Linked DNA regions of Zea mays: region 2 is linked to region 1. Evidence: chromatin contacts called from public Hi-C data. All regions are on one chromosome and are shown on one strand. Each heading gives the region's core, a stretch centred on a gene start, on an enhancer-like site or on the middle of the called end of the contact. The rest is flanking DNA. Distances are from core to core; before and after follow the strand shown.

Region 1 (4,344 bases), core at 1,842-4,341:
GACATGTTACTTTGGGGGTTTTATTAGCTAAGTAGATTAGTGTGTCACCTACTAAAGCTAATACATTTCCTTATGGTGGTACATGCTAAGATGCCCGACTATACTATTTCAATCAATCAAAGAAGCAAATCAGGCATTTATCATCAGAACAATCAACCAACATTTTTAAATATTAAAATAATTTTAATTTTGTCTTAGGTCTCCTATCTCTTTAAAAGGGGTCATAAATGTTGGATTCCAAGGTGTGAAATCCATCTTGTCTTAGAGTAGAAAAGATAAGGGTAATCAGAGTAGAACAGTAGAAGGTGAGACAGGATCAAGATAAGTATAGAAAGAATCAGGGTAAGGTAAGTAGGTAAGGGTTTTGTCCAGTTCTATCTAGGTTTCATCCTACAGTCAACATTTCCTCTGATACCACTTCTGTCACACCCGGATTTAAGGGATAAAGCCGGGTGCGTCTCATATATGCGCCAAAGAAGAACAACACATATAATGACAAAGTGTATAGAGATAAATGTCGCAGATATCATAACTATCATTATTACATAGCAGAAGTCTTAAAAAATAAATGATAATAATAAAGCGAACTAAACGTCCATCCTTGGCGCCATAAAGCTGACTGGAAGACACCACCAAGATCAACTCGTACTCCTCATTGTACGACTCCTCCTGGACCACCTGTTCTTCTCCCGTGGGGGGGGGGGGGTTTATATATCGCAAGGGTGAGCTCACAAAAGATCATAGCTCAACAAGTTGTGGGGAATAATGTGCATGAACTCGCCAAAGGTGGGAGTTCATCTGAAGTGTAAGGCTGACCAATAAATAGGGGTTAAAGCTGAGCATTGCTTTTAATAAGTTGGTCAAATTTTATTAGCAGTTACTAAATGTAAGTAGATACCAAACCGAGTAATAGTAGATCAAAATTAATAATAAATCCCAATGCGATGCAAATGATAAATTGAATTTAATTCCATAATTTAATCATGCAAGAGTCCTGAGCTGCTCATGACCGCGAGCACGGCTAGTATACCAGTTTTACACTCTACAGAGGTTGTACCCTCTACCCACAAGTCGTGTATCCCATGTCGCCAGGGTTAGCTAGACCCTTAGACACTATCGAGGTGAATGGCTAGGAATCCACTACGAGGCCTTTACAAAGTTCCACTAGCTTCAGAAAACCCGCTACAGTTTCTAGGAAGAGCAATGCAGGAATCCCCCGTCTGACTGCCATCACAGCAAAATCAACCCAGGAACCTCCCTACATGCCTACTCGCCTACTGCCCTTCCCCCTATCGGGTAAGGTAGTCCTCCACTATCTTTCCTAGTTAGTCAGCCAAGGGCGTCCCATTCCACCCTTGTGGTGGCACGTGTTTCTCAAGTTAAGCTTCATGTTCCAATTAAAATAGTTGTCTTATAATGAACATAAATAGAACAATAATAAAGAATAATCATGTGTAATAGTTATCTCAATACCTAAAACCATGTATAGAAATAGCAATGACTACCCAAAAAATCAGGGGTAAACAAGGTGAAAAGATAACCAGACTAGGGTGACCTATTGGGTCCCATCAAAATTAAGCCTATGCATGAATAAATGATTATAAAGAACATTATTGGGTAAATAAAAGTGGTCAAGGGCACAACTTGCCTTCAAAGAGCTCCTGCTCAGCAACTTCTACCTGCTGAACACCGGAATACTCGGCCACTGGCTCTTCTACTCGCCACAATACAAACAAACATAGTACAAGGGAAAATTTAACATCACACCAAACATTTATACAAAATACATATTAATAATCTACGCATTAAAACGAGATCATAAGAAAAAGAATCACTAAATTATGAGTTACGGATTTCGAGTTATGAATTTCTGAAGATTTTATGTGTTTGGTTCAAGATTAATTAAGAGGTCAATTTTAATATAGCTTTCATGTTAAAACAGAGACAATATGTGATAAACAATATTATTACAAAATTATAGGAACTGGAATGGATCAATTAGGACTTAATATGAATTTTCTAGGAATTAAACAAGTTCTAGGGTTATTTATACTTAGAAATTCATTTCTGAAATTAATTTCCTGATTTAATCTCTGTTTGGACTGCTGCACAAAAATAGAGAAGTGCATGGGCTTCCTCATAAGAATCCTAAGACTCATAATACTATACTGCGGAGTGCGGGTTGATTCCCAAAAACTCCGAGGACTCTTAAGCAAAACGCCCGGTCGAAAGGGTATCCACAGACCGCGACCGCCTGATCGGGAATCAAGGGCTCAGATTAGATTTACATACTCGTGAACCGTTACAAAACTACAACCGCACTATAGGGATTGGACGCACCAAATCTATCTGCGCGAAATGCGTTGCCTACTATTAATCTAAACCAGTCATCGCCAGATCGACGGTTCTCATTGGTCACGGTGAAACATTATTCTACCGTCTAATCTGGATCGTCCTTAGGAAGATCGATGGCCCACAATGTCTGGTCGCGTCCACCCAGCTTTGGTCACCGAAGTTCAGCCCCCTCCCGCGGTGGTGCCATGGTCAGCCAGACCAATACCTCCCAATCCCCGCACGAAACCTTCCTCTGGTCACGACAATTCGAAGCAGAGTTGAAAGAGAGACTGGGAAGGAATATCTCACCAAGATTAGTAGCGTGAATAGACTCGGCCTCGACGGCGGATGCGGCCACGGCGGAGCAACTTCTCCGACAAAGAATTCGCGATCCCCTAGCCTATAATCCCTCATGTTGAGTTTGCGGACTCCTACGGCAAGCTGAGACGAAGCGCTCAGAGCTATATGGATGGCACAACGACAGTGGATGCGTGGTTTTGTCGACGGTGGGGTTGGCGGCAATGGCGAGCCCACACCGAATCTCTCTCTCCCGCACGGCGGCATGGTAGTGGTAGGTCTCTGCCGAAAAAGGGGGAAGTGGCTGACCGGACACCGCGCGCACTTATAGCCTAGGTGGGTTGGTTACGGGACAGAAGGGAGGGAAGCCCGAGCTCCGCAGTTGACCGTGCCATAGTCGGCGGTAGTTGGGAGAAGAGAGCTGATGGAGTGGGTCCCACGTGGAGGCGAGATCGTGCGTGTAGAATACGCCTGTAGCGACTGACAGATGGACCCCAGATGTCGGCACGTGTGCATGAGTGGGGTTGGGCTGCGTGGGGGAAAGAGTTAGTGGGCCGAAAATGGGATCCGTGGCCCAGGTAGGTTTTTCTCTTTTTCTTTTTTCTGTTTTATTTTCTTTTAATTTCAAAATTGAATTTGAATTTTGCTATGAGTTTCACCATTGAGCCAAATGTACAAATTCAACTCCTAGTGCAAGAAGATTATGTATTTATTTATATATTTATTTTATGTATAAAATGTTTTCTTTCCTCCCCTCTTTTCTTGATTATTTCTCATTTTCAAATATTCAAGTTAATCATTAACTCTCAAATTTGGATATAAATTTATTTCTATTAATGTGACTACTATTATTATTAAATGCGCATACAAATAAAGCCAGCATGATGCACAATTTAGTATGTCATTTATTAATTATTTACTTTTAAATGTGGTGTTCACATGTGTTCATATGTAGAGGCAACTCATATATATAAGGAAAAAATTCCACTTCTTATCGTTTACAACTTGGGTATTACAACGTGCCGCTCACACCGAGAAGGTTGCTCACCGCCGATGAACTGGCCCGTGTGAAGGAGAATGCTCGCCGTCGTAGATGGTATGTAATGTCGTCTTCTTCCTCGTCGTTGTCTGTCGTGACTGCGTCGTCGAGCGCGCCGTCCTCGGAGAAGATGGTTAGCGATTCAGTGACGGTTATGGATTTGTTGCCAGGGCACATGATGGAATTTGGCACGTTGAGGATCTACTCGGGCCACGTGCATGAAATGCAGCGCTTAGGGTATTTCAGAGACGGTGTGGGGCGTGCTCCGGGGGCCAAGGAGGTCCCAGAGCCGGAGGGGGAGTTGGTGGTTTTTGAAGAGTTTTCACTACTGGTCTTCGACTGCCTGCATTTCGAGGTCCAACTTCACCAGCTTACACCCAATGCCATGGTGGCATTGGCGAAGTTTATGTGGGTAGCGGCTACATATGGCGGAGAGCCTTCGATTTAAGTCTTCGTTAAGAACTACTGCCTCCACTAACAGAAGAAGGTTGCTAGTGGCAAGATTGTGCAGTTTGGTTTGGGTGAGGTTGTGGAACTCGTTCCATGTGCGAAGAACAAGTGGGGGAATTGGTGGGATTTTTTGTTTTATGTGACATTGAAGGACACCGAGGGTGTTCCAGGGCTACCTTTGTCCATCATGTGCTCACATTTCTACATGGCCTTCCCACAATTTA
Region 2 (4,249 bases), core at 1,095-3,594, 160 kb before region 1:
CCCATAATTGGGCTGTGCGGAAGTAGAGATGGTATTGAGCCGGAGAGAGGAAAACTAGCCCAACAGAGGTTTTTCTTCTTTCTCTTTTCCTTTTTTATTTCTTGCAAATTTTCAAATTCCTATTCCAAATTCAAACATGTTTCAACTTTCTGTTTTGAATTTCAAATTCCCATTCTCAAATATAAATCAAATGTGAATATAGATTCTACTATTTATAATATTATTATTTATTCTTTTCCCTATTATTTATTTATGAAAGGACTAACGACTTCAATAAAATTTCCTTTCTCATTTTCTGTTTTTATCTTTTCCTTTATAATTTGAGGTCAATTTAAGTTATGATTTCTTTATTCAAATAAAATGCATCACCACAAATTCATAAGTATGAGATGCCCCCTCTTTCATATGACTATTTTAATATCTTTAATTGATTATGAAGAAGGAATGTCCTACTAATTCCAAAGGTTTTTAAAAAAATTCTAGAAACAATATCATAGGTATTTTTATTTTATTATATATTTTTTCTACCAATTTTAGGCTTTACAACTGCCCAGATCTACAATTTTTAAGGAATGAGGCAAGGGCCTCTAGGCCTCTTAGGGCTATAAATAGAGCCTCTAGGCGCCTCCATTCTACACCCAAGTACTCCAAGAGCGCACCAACACTCCGACTCTCTACAACAAAGCGTTCTAGTGATTTAGTGAGATCCGAGTGATATTTTTGAACTGTTCTCTTGTCTTGGTGAATGTGTGCACTCATGATCTTCTCTCCTGTGTGTGTTGCTCCGATTTGCTCTTGTATCTGTACTTTCTCTCCCTACCTTACTCTAAGTTGTAACTTCTATCTTTTGTATGGCTACAAGAGACTCCAAGTTGTGATGATTAATGGTGAACGGGAATACTTGTGAAGGAAGAACCGTGACACTCAAGTTTGATCTATGTGATCACTTGATAGGGGTTGAATGCTACCATTGTCCAAAGAAGGACATCCCAATGTGGATGTAGGCTTGGCCGAATCACGAGATAAAAATCGCAGTCTCTCTTGTCCTTTTCCTTTATTGCGATTTTCTTTCTTCCCAAGTTCTCTATTTCACTTCTGATATTTCTCTTAGTATAATTCATATCTTGGAAGAGCAATCAAGCGAAGAGGACTTTTTCTCTCATCTCTTCTCTCAAACTTGGTTTTGGTTTACTCTAAGTTTATTTTTAACCAAGTTTATGTTGTTTTAAGTCATTTCGTTGGATCACCTATTCGCCCCCCACTAGGTGCTCTCAGTTACGTGATCTACGATCATGACACAAAAATAGAGGTTATACCTAGGGTGGCGGTGGAGTCAGGCTAGCGGGGTTATGGCGGGTTGGTGCGGTGACGACGAGACACGGTGCATGCAAACCCGCAACAACTAGGAAGACCTCTGCAAAAAAAGAAACACAAGACTGTCAACACAAAAATTCGCAGGCACCTCCCCTGCACGGTGAGGTTTCCAAAACCTTCAAATAAAACTAACAGCACGATGCCTGACATGCACATATATATCAACGACACGATAGCCGACAATCACATGTATATTTTCAATCCATGTCACAAAATATATCAAACCACATATAATCGACATCCCTATCCACAAAAACATTGGTCTCACACAAAAAGGCACATGTCATAGATCAGTACATCAAATGTATTAGTAGTTTGACAAGTGTAACACCTGAAATTATACTTCAGGATTTAAAAAAATCAATGAATAAGACAATCAAAGAGTCTATTAATAATATTTTGAAGCTATATCTCCCAAAGCAAAAAAGAATTTTTAATAAAGACCCACAAAAGTATGCATGCATGATTTTAGTTAATCTTTCTTTTAAATATACATATACTATATATTTATTGATTTATAAGAACCTTTTAAAAGGGATTAAGTTAAATCATATCTTTATAGGAACAATACAATAGAAATATTATTTCTTCAAAATAAACTATTTATGCGTGAATTGCATAGCTAGAAGCATTTGCTTTAATAGGATAATAAATAAATGGATTAATAAAATATTGATGCATTCATATTGGAGTTTCGATTGTGCATTTGGAACTTGTTTGAATTTAAATCTGAATTTGAACTCTTAGAATTAAACTAAAACCAGGAAATGTAAAATATAAAAAGAAAAAAAAGACAAACCTGCTCATGGGCCGAATTCCTCACATCTAGCCCAGTCTAAAACCTCTCCCGCCGGCCCACTTCACGATGTCAGCCGGCATCAAACAACGGGTGCCGACACGAGGGCCCTCTCACTCAGCGGCCTGACTGCGCGCGCAGCCACTGGTGTGTGGACCTTTTGCGTAGAGCTAAATCCCTCTCGCTGACTCGTGGGGCCGACAGTCATACCAATCTCCTTCGCGTCATGACTCCGTGTACGAGCTCCGCGCGCGACGACAACAGAATCCGGTTGAGATTCTCGCCGGGGGCAGTCAACCGCTCCCCGCGCAACCTCTATCTCTGGCTTTATATACGGTCACCGCCTCTGCCCATCTCCAGAAAATCACCAAGGGCTTCATCCTGAGTGAATCGAGAAGAAAGGGAGAGGATTGCCTCCATGTGAAATCAGTCAGGCACCGACAGCGAGGTCTTGGAAAAAGGGCAGAAAAGGCCGCCTGGGATTCTAGATTGTGATTGGGGTGATGGCATGAGAGGTTGGTGCTCGGCGCTGCACCAATCGCTCGCTAGGCTCTGTCCCTGTCGCGGAGCCGCATTGTGCCGCGGACTTGGGCAGACACCTACGTCGGGCCTTTGCTGACGGGTCTCGGAGGTTCGCCCCTATCTAGAGCTCACGTTGGGAGGGTTGCTAGTCCGCGGGAGGCCCTGATGGAATTGCGATTTCTCGTCGGATTTGGAAATCGGCCACCCAGCCACTTTCCTCCGTCGACACGGGTGTGTCCGTTGATTCATCGTTGAACGATCCAGATTAAAGGACGTCATGTACCCTATCGTGATTGAATCACAGTCGTAGATCGGTAGATGTAGGGTCGAGAGAAGGTCACGATGTTTTAAATTTGGAGCATTAGATTGAGATCTAACGGTCCATATCATGTACATGTTCACATAAATATAAATCTAATCCGGGCCCTCGATTTTGGATTCAACGACCATGACACACCAATACCCCTTCGGCTTTGTCACTTTATGGATGAGACCCTCGGGTTTCTTGAAATTAACCCGCTATCCAACCATAACGCGTAGGTATTTCTTCAGGGTCTCTGAAATTTACATTTGAGTCCTCAGGAGCCTTATTTTAGTATAAAAATAGCCCCACAACTTGTTTAATTTATAACTTTATCATTTAAACTTCGTTTTAGTACATTCAAGTTGCATTAGCTTCGTAATAATATTACCTACGCTTTTGTAACATTATTTTAGAATGCACCATGTGCTCAAAAATAAATAACTAATTCGTTTAACCTATGCTTATTGGATTAACTTGTTTAATCCAAGTTGGTATAGTATTTTAAATTGGATCATCTATAATTGGGCTAAAATATGATTTGGCCTAGATTAAAAGTGGAATAAACTTAGTTATATTTTATCACATGATTTATATTAAGCAACAGAGAGGCATGGTTTTCATATTTAATCACCTAAAACTTCAGAAAAAAACCATATCCTTTCAACCGTGGCTCCAATTTTAGTGGTTCTCGAACCTACGACCTCGTAGCAGCGCGTAGAATATTCATACATTGTTTGTTCTCATGTTTCGTGTACTATTTTGTTTATGTACTATTTGTCTATCTGTATGTATTGCTATGAGTAGCAGTGAGGTCACGAGTCAACCGAAGACCAATTTGGTGAAGTACCTGGAATCTCAAGTCTAAGGCAAGTTGTGCCCTTGACAACTCTTCTTTACCTAATAATGTTCCTGTTAATCACTGTGACATGCTCAGGTTAATTTGATGGGACCTAATAGGTTTCCCTAGTATTGTTTATCCTACAACTTGCAAACAAATGAACTATTGGGTAGTATTGCTATTGCCCTACCTGGCTTTGGGATTAATAAAATATTGATCTATGATTAAGTTTCACTATAGTTGCTGGTTTATTATTGTTCATGACAAGATCATTGTGTTAATTGGAACATGAAGCGACCACCCGGGAAAACAGTGCTACCACTAGGGTGGTATGGGACGCCCTTGGCTGACTAAGTAGGAAAGCTAGTGGAGGACTACCATACCCAAAAGGGGCAAGGGCAGTAGAGGACCTACG

What was found. A called contact is a pair of places that touch in the nucleus more often than the background predicts.
Region 2: a Hi-C map of leaf shows a contact between it and region 1, with 2.0 times the contacts expected there. The contact joins two enhancer-like sites. A contact is called at or near these places in 3 of 25 Hi-C or Micro-C datasets (endosperm and leaf).

Annotation. Positions count from the first base shown.
Region 1 is chr10:56,478,333-56,482,676 of Zm-B73-REFERENCE-NAM-5.0, reverse strand. No RefSeq gene overlaps it. Among protein-coding and RNA genes, the nearest start is that of LOC542688, 88 kb to the left of the region's middle. Within about 2 kb of position 3,091, at least 19 of the 20 cell types and tissues checked have an H3K27ac peak or open chromatin away from gene starts, as enhancers often do. A contact at or near this core is called in leaf, where this site is marked.
Region 2 is chr10:56,639,131-56,643,379 of Zm-B73-REFERENCE-NAM-5.0, reverse strand. No RefSeq gene overlaps it. Among protein-coding and RNA genes, the nearest start is that of LOC542688, 73 kb to the right of the region's middle. Within about 2 kb of position 2,344, at least 17 of the 20 cell types and tissues checked have an H3K27ac peak or open chromatin away from gene starts, as enhancers often do. A contact at or near this core is called in leaf, where this site is marked.